Regions from separate parts of the Sus scrofa genome. Here region 2 is linked to region 1. A link is a contact called in public HiChIP or PLAC-seq data. All regions are on one chromosome and are shown on one strand. Each heading gives the region's core, a stretch centred on a gene start, on an enhancer-like site or on the middle of the called end of the contact. The rest is flanking DNA. Distances are from core to core; before and after follow the strand shown. Region 1 holds the start of PGRMC2 (progesterone receptor membrane component 2). Region 2 has its middle 44 kb from the start of JADE1.

Region 1 (4,101 bases), core at 1,414-3,913:
AACCATATGACACTTGGGACAGCTGTGTTCTCCTTAAAACCAACCTCTTTCCAATCTCGTTGTTTCCATTATTGGCATCTCCATCCTCCATTTTCTTTTACCAGGTCCTAAAGCAATTCTGACTTCTCTTAACCTTAGGATGACCACTCATTAAAATGCATCTTGAGACAATCTTATTTAACTCCTATTCTCTCAATGGAATTAATAATGCCCCTTTCACTTCCAAAAAAGTATTTCAGATTGGAGGATAGACTAAACATGGTCACTTATTTACTACTAACTAAACCTTGTTCTCTTGGCTAAAGGAAATACCTCTAAACTAGGGGTCACTAAACTATGGCCTGTAGGTTGTTTTTGTACATCTGTAAATGAAAAACTTTTTTTTTTTTTTACTTTTTGCCTTTTCTAGGGCCGCACCCACGGCACATGGAGGTTCCCAGGCTAGGGGTTGAATCGGAGCTATAGCTGCCAACCTACGCCAGAGCCACAGCAACGCGGGATCCAAGCCACGTCTACAACCTACACCACAGCTCACAGCAACGCCGGATCCTTAACCCACTGAGCAAGGTCAGGGATGGAACCCACAACCTCACGGTTCTTAGTCGGATTCGTTAACCGCTGAGCCATGATGGGAACTCCCTAAGAGTTCCCTTCATGGCTCAGCGGTTAATGAACTTAACTGGGCTCCATGAGGATGCGGGTTTGATTCCTGGCCTCGCCCAGTGGGCCAGTGGGTTAAGGATCTGGTGTTGCCATGAGCTGTGGTGTAGGTGGCAGACGTGGCTCAGACCCCTAGTTGCTGTGGCTGTGGCATAGACCAGCAGCTGCAGCTCCAATTCTACCCCTAACCTGGGAACCTCCATATGGCCACAGGTGTGGCCCTAAAACAACAACAACAACAAAAAGTTTTACATTTTTAAATGATTGGAAAAAAGTCAAAAGAATGCTATTTCATGATATCTAAAAATATATTGAAGTTTCAGTGTTCATAAAGTTTTACTGGGTACAGTCATGCTCACTCCTTTAAATACTGTCAATAGAGGCTTTCTCACTACAAGGCAGAGTTCAGTAATTATGACAAATATGCCTAAAATATTAATATCTGGCCCTTTAAAAAAAGAAAAGCCTGCAGACCCTTGCTCTCATGGCACAATTAGTTCTGTGAGCCCTCACTTCTTGCACAAATACGGAAGCCTACTAACTGGTTTCCCATTCTTTTCCCCACTCCAATCTTTCATACTAATCCCAGTAGATAATCTCTCTAGAGCTCTCATCTGTCACTTGCCCCTTCAATATCTTCAGTGGCTTCTCCAAAACCGGCAATATAAAGCCCAAGTCTACCCCTTGATACAAAAGACTAAAATTTCAGTTTTCCAGACTTTGCCCCTCTTCAGTACTTAAAGCCAAAGTGGACCACTTAGTTTCCCTAATATGCATACCATACTCCCCCACGTCTCTCCTCCATCTCATCAATTCCTCAAGATTAAACGGAAACCGTTACTCCCCTGATACAACCTTCATTCACCACAAGAGTAGTTTACAGCAGCTTGGCGGGGCGGGGCATAGACTGAGACGCAGAAAAACAGACTCAGGCCTAAGGGAGTATGTGAAATGAAGAGAGCGCGCGTGAGGTGAAAGATCCAGAATGAGGCTTCACAGGTGACACTTATACCCGAATTTTAAGGACGTGAGGCTAAGACTCTACAACGCCCAGGTAGATGAAAAGAAACTGTAAATAAAGCTAAACTAATGAATTGAAGGGCCACCTTATCCCATCTACTTCCCTACCGCCCCAGAAATTACGACTTAAGGAATAACACCTTTAGACTGAAACCTGAAAGAAAACTGGACAAGAGTAGCCTTGGCCAAAACCACTGGGGAGTGGCTACTCGTTGTCGCAGACAGCACGTAGATTCCTTTTGCCAAACAATTCCAATGCGGGTTCTATGTACACTCTCTGCGCCAGGAGACCAGCTCATCGCCAAAACTTCTGGCGGTAGCTTTGCCTGAGTGCCCACGCTCATAGCTTCCGGACGGGCGCGACGGCGTCCAAGGGGAGAGACACCCCTCACCGATTTGCGAAAGCAGTTAATACTATGCCGAGGCCTCGCACTAGCCACTCATGCCCTCAGAAAGGAATCCGGGACCGCCCCGCCTCAGCAGCAGCCTCGGCGCACGTGAAGCTCACGGGCGGAGCGACAAGAGACAGGCAACTGCTCGCGGACGCCAACCCAGGCCTGGGAAGGGAAGAGACTTTTAGGCGCACGCGCACAGCGAGGGGACTGGGCGGAGCGTGCCTTCCGAAGGGGTTGCATTGGAAAGGAGAGCGCGTGGCGCCCCGGAACCCGCGCACGCGCAGTAATTTTGCCCCGCCTATGCGCGCGCGCGTCCCGCGCAGCATCTTTTCAGGACCGCCCCTTCTACTTCAACTAGAAGAGATGACGGGCAAAAGCAGGGAAGTGTGGGGCGAGGTAGGCGGGGCGCCGCACGCGAGCGCGGCCTGCAAAAGAAGGGAGGTGGAGGAGGGATCCTAGACAACGTTACCCCGTCAACACCCAATCGGGAGCCCATCTGGCCCCGCCCCCTACCCTCACGTTATTGGCTGAGAGGCCCCCATATGGGCGGGGCCCCCGTGAGGTTGGGGCGGGCAGGGGGCGGGGAGGAGGAGGAAGGCGCTGGCGGGCAGTGATGGCGGCGGGTGATGGGGACGTGAAGCTAGGCACCCTAGGGAGTGGCAGCGAGAGCAGCAGCGACGGCAGCAGCGAGAGCCCAGGCGGCGCGGGAGAGGCAGCAGAAGGGGGCGGTTGGGCGACAGCGGCGTTGGCGCTTCTGACGGGGGCGGGGAGATGCTGCTGAACGTGGCGCTGGTGGCGCTAGTGCTGCTGGGGGCCTACCGGCTGTGGGTGCGCTGGGGGCGGCGGGGTCTGGGCGCCGGAGCCGGGGCAGGCGAGGAGAGCCCAGCCGCTTCTCTGCCTCGTATGAAGAAGCGGGACTTCAGCTTGGAGCAGCTGCGCCAGTATGACGGGTCCCGCACGCCGCGCATCCTACTCGCGGTCAATGGGAAAGTCTTCGACGTGACCAAAGGCAGCAAGTTCTACGGCCCGGGTGAGGAGTTGGAAGGGGAGGGTGAGGACCCCCTGCAGATCAAGCGCGACCCCCCTCTGATGGGAGGGCCCGTGGGCACCGGGTTAGTTTGGCAGCCTTCTCGACATCTGGACCCCCGCGCCTTGTCTGCCGCACCTGAGACAGCCCGTCCCCAACCCAGCCCAGCCGCGGGCACCTCCAGCGTTTCTCCCCCGAAGTCGGGGTCCCAGTGTTGTCCCAGGAACCAGCTCTCAGTTCTTATCTTTCTCTCTTCCCAACTCTTCTCGCAGCTTTTTCTTGTGCTGAGTTTTAAAAAATCCTTTTAGTTGTCGTCAGTCACCTTGGCCCTCAGACTGTAGCTCCTGGGATGGTAGTGGGCAGGAGAGAAGGAAAATTTCTAAAGTAGGGACCTAAAGTTTTTGGCCCTGTAATTCACAGCTTTCCTTTCTTTACTCTTTTTTTGCCACTGATGTCCCTTTTCTCTCTACTAGTACTCATAGGGCCACGTTTAGGTACACGTAGCTCCAAGTCCCAACCCTCTATGAAGTCCGGGTACATAAGCAACACTTCAACCTTAAAAAAAAATAGTTTTAGTATGGAGACGCTTTCCAAGATTAACAATGAATGTGAGATGAAGCATACCAGAATGCAGATCCTAGTAAATACTGGCAAGGGTATTCGCCCTGAGTTTTGGGGGTGGAGCTCATATACCTAGCAGGCATGCCTGTCCGGTTTCTTTCTCTTTTTCTTTTTTTTTTTTTTTTTTTTTTGGTAGTAGGAAGGCAGGTATTCAAATACACGTTGATTATGACTTATTGTATTTTCACTGAGGAAAAAAAAAGAGCTATAAATTCATACCCCCCCACCCCCACCCCGCACCAGTTTTGCAAGCCAAAAGTTTTTGGAACTTTGCGTTTAGAGAGCTGTGTATATTTAGGTTGCTGGTTTAGAAACCCTTCTTTTGCAATGTAGTTATAACATACATTTCCAGATAACACTAATAAACTTCAGACTCAT
Region 2 (4,494 bases), core at 1,515-4,014, 84 kb before region 1:
TCTGAAGTTTTATTTATTTTGAACTCAACAAAGATGTGTTTTTACAAAAGTAATCAGACATGACCCCCAGGCATTAATGACCTCCCAGCAGGAGTCCAGCAGTTGATTTATCTCAAAGACTTTGAACCCTCGGTTTTTCCAAGCCTCTTTGCAGGGAAAGGCTCTAAATCAATTAATTCTTTCTGAGACCCTGACTTCCTGAACTGGAGTTGGGGGCCCCTTGTTTAGAGAAGAAAGGGAAGGGGCTGGGACAAGGTATGTGTTGTTCCTTTCAGCTTCTGGTGTGGAATACTCACTAAGGCTGAGAATGTGGAGAAATCAGGCCCATCACTCAAGACTATTCTCAGTTCTGTGCTCAATTACACCCTCCTTTTCAGTCTTCACCCATCAGGAGGTGTCATCTTTGATACTTCAGAAGGCTAAATCCAAGTAAGACATTCCCTAAATCTTTACAGACCTGTCCACAGAAAGGCACATTCAAGGGGTGCTCTGAGAGACTCCTTAAGAATCCTGTCTTCCAATTTCTGTATCCTTACAAGGGCAAGATACAAGGTCTTTACCCATTCTCATTTCTGGAGTCAAAATGTGTCATAAAACATATACATACATTTCATGTGAAAGCATCTCCTTTTTTCCCTCAAACATTGTTATTATTACAATTATGCATCAACATTTGCAAACTGTGGAGTTCCCTTCATGGCTCAGCAGTTAACAACCTGACTAAGATCCATGAGGATGCAGGTTTGATCCCTAGCCTCGTTCAGTGGGTTAAGGATCTGGCTTTGCCATGAGCTGTGGTGTAGGTCACAGATGCTGCTTGGATCCTGCATTGCTATGGTGTTGTTGTAGGCTGGTGGCTACAGCTCCAATTCAACCCCTAGCCTGGGAATATCCATATGCCGCGGGTGCAGCCCTAAAATAGCAAAAAAAAAAAAAAAAAAAAAAATTGCAAACTGCTTAGAATTCAACCCAAATAAAGACAATACATTCCTCTGAATTCCCTTGGTATTATGTATGTCCCGCTATTGTTATTTTTTTAATCACTTGTTTTCCTATCTGTCTCTGTTCTTAAGTCTATAAATGCCTTAAAGCCATTTGTTTTCATATCTGTCTCCCCTGCCAGTCTGTAAATTTCTTAAGGGATGGAACTTTGTTTTGTTTATCTTTGTAGCCTTAGCAAAATGCTCAGTCTGTGAAATATAGTAGATAATCAACAAATATTTAAATGGATGGAATGAGGGGTGGACAGATAGATGGAATCCTCAGAGACTTTGTGAAGAAGCAGGTGCTTGACCAAATCGAACCTGAATTTCTTGTTTTTATGATGTAATCTTTTCACTAGATAACATGTTGAGAGACTATAAAAATGACAATACAATTAACCAACTTCTCCCACTCCTTTTCCCCTTTGTAGTTCCACCTAGCCATTCAAAGGGCAGAAAAAGAATCCCAGCCTTCTCCATCCAACCATTTTCTTTACAGATAAGCATGTTTCTTCAAAAGGATTAGTTAGTTTCAAGTATAGGGGCTTTTAAAAGTACCTTTTAATTTTCTCTTGGAGAGTCCAACTTTTCTGACCATTGCAATACTGATAATAATAATAATAAAAATAGCTGACATTTATTGAAAGGTATTCCAAGCCAGGTACTGTTTTATGGTTTTACTTATACTGTTTCATTTTATCCTCATCATGGCCCTATAAGGCGCAGACAGGCTAAGGTGCCCACCAAGGTAAGACAACTAATAAGTGTCAGAGCCAGAATTTGAACTCAAACAATCTACATTCAGAGCACTACTTCTTTAATCTAGTCGCTTTGATAAAATCACTACATTTTTCTTATGTAGCTATTTTGAGGGCTTTATTCTTAATTATCAACCACTTTCATTCCATCACAGATGTGAAATATTTCAAATATGTTGATGCAAATTATTATGCAGGATATATTTAGGAAGTAATTTTTATCCCTAAATTAATCCCATGAAATGGGATAGACGTCTATTATGAAGAATCTTTGAAATGAGAGCTCAGATGGGAAATAGAACAGGAAAGCACACGGAAACCCAAGGTGCTGATTGTCTTTGCTGACTGTGACTGTACTGGCCAGCAGTTGCCCCTCAGAGGGAGCAGTGACATCACAGGGGATAATCCATTCAGTGTAAGATAACAGTCTTGATTAAATTTTTAAAAGGAAGAAAAGGAAAGTGTAGCCTCTGTACTGCCTACTTGAAGGTTACAACATAGGCAAGAGGTTGGTATTTTCTCTCACTGGCTGTTGAAATGTATCATATAACTTGTGCCTATTTAGGAATCAAGTTAAGGAAGGGAATTCCTACCTATGAATTCCTGGTAGCTGGGTTTATTAACATCTTGGGACATTAATGTTCTTTCTAACCTAATTATTCATGCTATTTTCAATCACAGATTGTGTCACCACCAACCTAGTCCAAAGACTAAAGTAAAAAACAAGCCTTGGAAAATTCCAGTGGCATACTCATCAAAGAGGGATATGACCTTCAAGAGAGTCACTGAAATGCTTCCTCAAAGTCGGAGCATTCTCTGTTCCTCACATGCAAACCCAAGCATTCCCAACTCAGACTATATTTGCAATTTCAAATTCTTTACTCACCCCCACCTGCTTGGCAAAAGACTTTCCCTACTGGAACGTGCCACAACTTGTAGAAAGAACGCCATCCACTTAAGAACACTGCATTGACAGTGGTCATGAATAAGTTGTGCCAGGTGTTCACATGTCATGAATACCAGCCATGTTTGGTTATTTATAACACAAAGTCAGGACAATGGAATGCTGAGTCTTATGGGCTGCTTATCTGGTTGCTGTGTTGTATTTTAACTCATATCACAGACTAATTAAAGGCACTAAAAAGTATAACCTTTGGCTCATATTTTCAAAGGGGAGAGAAAGAAGGAGTTCAAAATGTACTGAATATCTAGTAAAGGCTAGGCCTTGTGCTGGAAGCTTTACTTATGTTACCTCTCTAATTCCCACTACAATCATATGAATGAGGTATTACTGTCCCCATCTTGCAGATAAGGAAACATAACCTCTGAAGGATTAAATTTCTTGCCCAGATAAGTGGTAAAGCCAGGATGGGAAACAGGACTGTGAAAACGCAAATTCCATATTTATTTTCACTACCCAATCAAAATTTCCCCTACATTGCCTAGTCAAGGACCAGGAGCATGAGAATAATGGTTTAAAAGATACAGCTTCTGCAGCTGGGATTCCTGGGTGTTTAATTTGCTCCATCATTCTAGGTGTATGACCTCGTCAAGTTACTTAAGCTCTCTAAACCTCAGTTTATCTTTAAAAAATAGAGATCACTAGAGTTCTCTTGTGGCACAGAGGGTTAAGGATCTGGTATTATTATAGCAGCTTGGGTCACTGCTGTGGTGCAGGTTCAATTCCTGGCCTGGGCATGGCCAAAAAAAAAGTAGAGCTCATTACAATGCTACCTCATAAACTTCAAAAATTTGATGACAGGAGTTCCCATCGTGGTGCAGTGGTTAACGAATCCGACTAGGAACCATGAGGTTGAGGGTTCGATCCCTGGCCTTGCTCAGTGGGTTAAGGATCCGGCATTGCCATGAGCTGTGGTGTAGGTCGCAGATGCGGCTCGGATCCCATGTTTCTGTGGCTGTGGCATAGGCCAGTGGCTACAGCTCGGAGTAGACCCCCAGCCTGGGAACCTCCATATGCCTCGGGAGTGGCCCTAGAAATAGCAAAAAAAAAAAAAAAAAATTGACGACAACTATGACTAGGGCCATTTTCTTATCTACAAAGCCTCCTCGCCTGCTACATAGAATAATAATAAGAATAGTTAAAATTTATTGAAAACTTACCATAAGCCAGGCACTATGCTGAAGGTTTTACATGAATTATCCCATTTAGTTCCAACAATAATCCAATTAAATAATAATAGGTAACATTTCTTGAGCACCTAATATATCCCAAGATCTGTTTTAAACACTTTACTCATTTTAACTACCAAGTACTAGTAATATGCGTAATAACTGAATGGGACAGGTAATATGGTTGCTCCAGTTTTGCAAATAAGAAAATGGAAAGCTCAGAGAGAATAAGTATATTAACCATGGTCACACTGCTAGGAAAACATGAAGCCATGTTAAAAACCGAGGCATCCAGACTTATGAGTGCAGTCTTAACTTTTATACTCATGTTCCTGAACCTGGGCTAGGCCATAAAAAGTGTCTAACTATACCTGTGCTTAAAGAGCTCCCAAAGGTATTCAAGCTGTAAGACCTATACATTTAACAAGTGAGGATACCATAATAGTCTGTAGCCAAATGACCAAAATACATAAAATATACACTTGGGGTCTTAGAAGACAAATGAGAAACTGGGGATGGTGGCCTGTGGGTTCTGCGGAAGGCTTCCTAGAGAATTTGTGGTTTGCACTGAATCCGGAGGGGGTCCAATCAGTCAGGAGGTGAGGTAGAGGGGAGTGTCTCAG

What was found. HiChIP or PLAC-seq counts read pairs in DNA pulled down with a chosen protein or histone mark.
Region 2: a contact with region 1 is called in an H3K27ac HiChIP or PLAC-seq map of skeletal muscle. The contact joins the enhancer-like site here to the promoter of PGRMC2 in region 1. A contact is called at or near these places in 1 of 5 promoter capture datasets (liver), 6 of 47 Hi-C or Micro-C datasets (embryonic fibroblasts, fetal heart ventricle, fetal liver and 2 more) and 2 of 2 datasets of contacts at active chromatin or transcription factors (alveolar macrophages and skeletal muscle).

Annotation. Positions count from the first base shown.
Region 1 is chr8:96,690,160-96,694,260 of Sscrofa11.1, forward strand. PGRMC2 (progesterone receptor membrane component 2) reads left to right here and starts at 2,664. Exons shown (of 4, transcript NM_001097521.2): 1 at 2,664-2,837; 2 at 2,840-3,105. The coding sequence starts at 2,689. LOC102166663 (a long non-coding RNA gene) reads right to left here and starts at 3,409. Exons shown (of 5, transcript XR_002346425.1): 1 at 3,281-3,409.
Region 2 is chr8:96,605,662-96,610,155 of Sscrofa11.1, forward strand. No RefSeq gene overlaps it. Among named protein-coding and RNA genes, the nearest start is that of JADE1, 44 kb to the left of the region's middle. Within about 2 kb of position 2,765, at least 11 of the 83 cell types and tissues checked have an H3K27ac peak or open chromatin away from gene starts, as enhancers often do. A contact at or near this core is called in skeletal muscle, where this site is marked.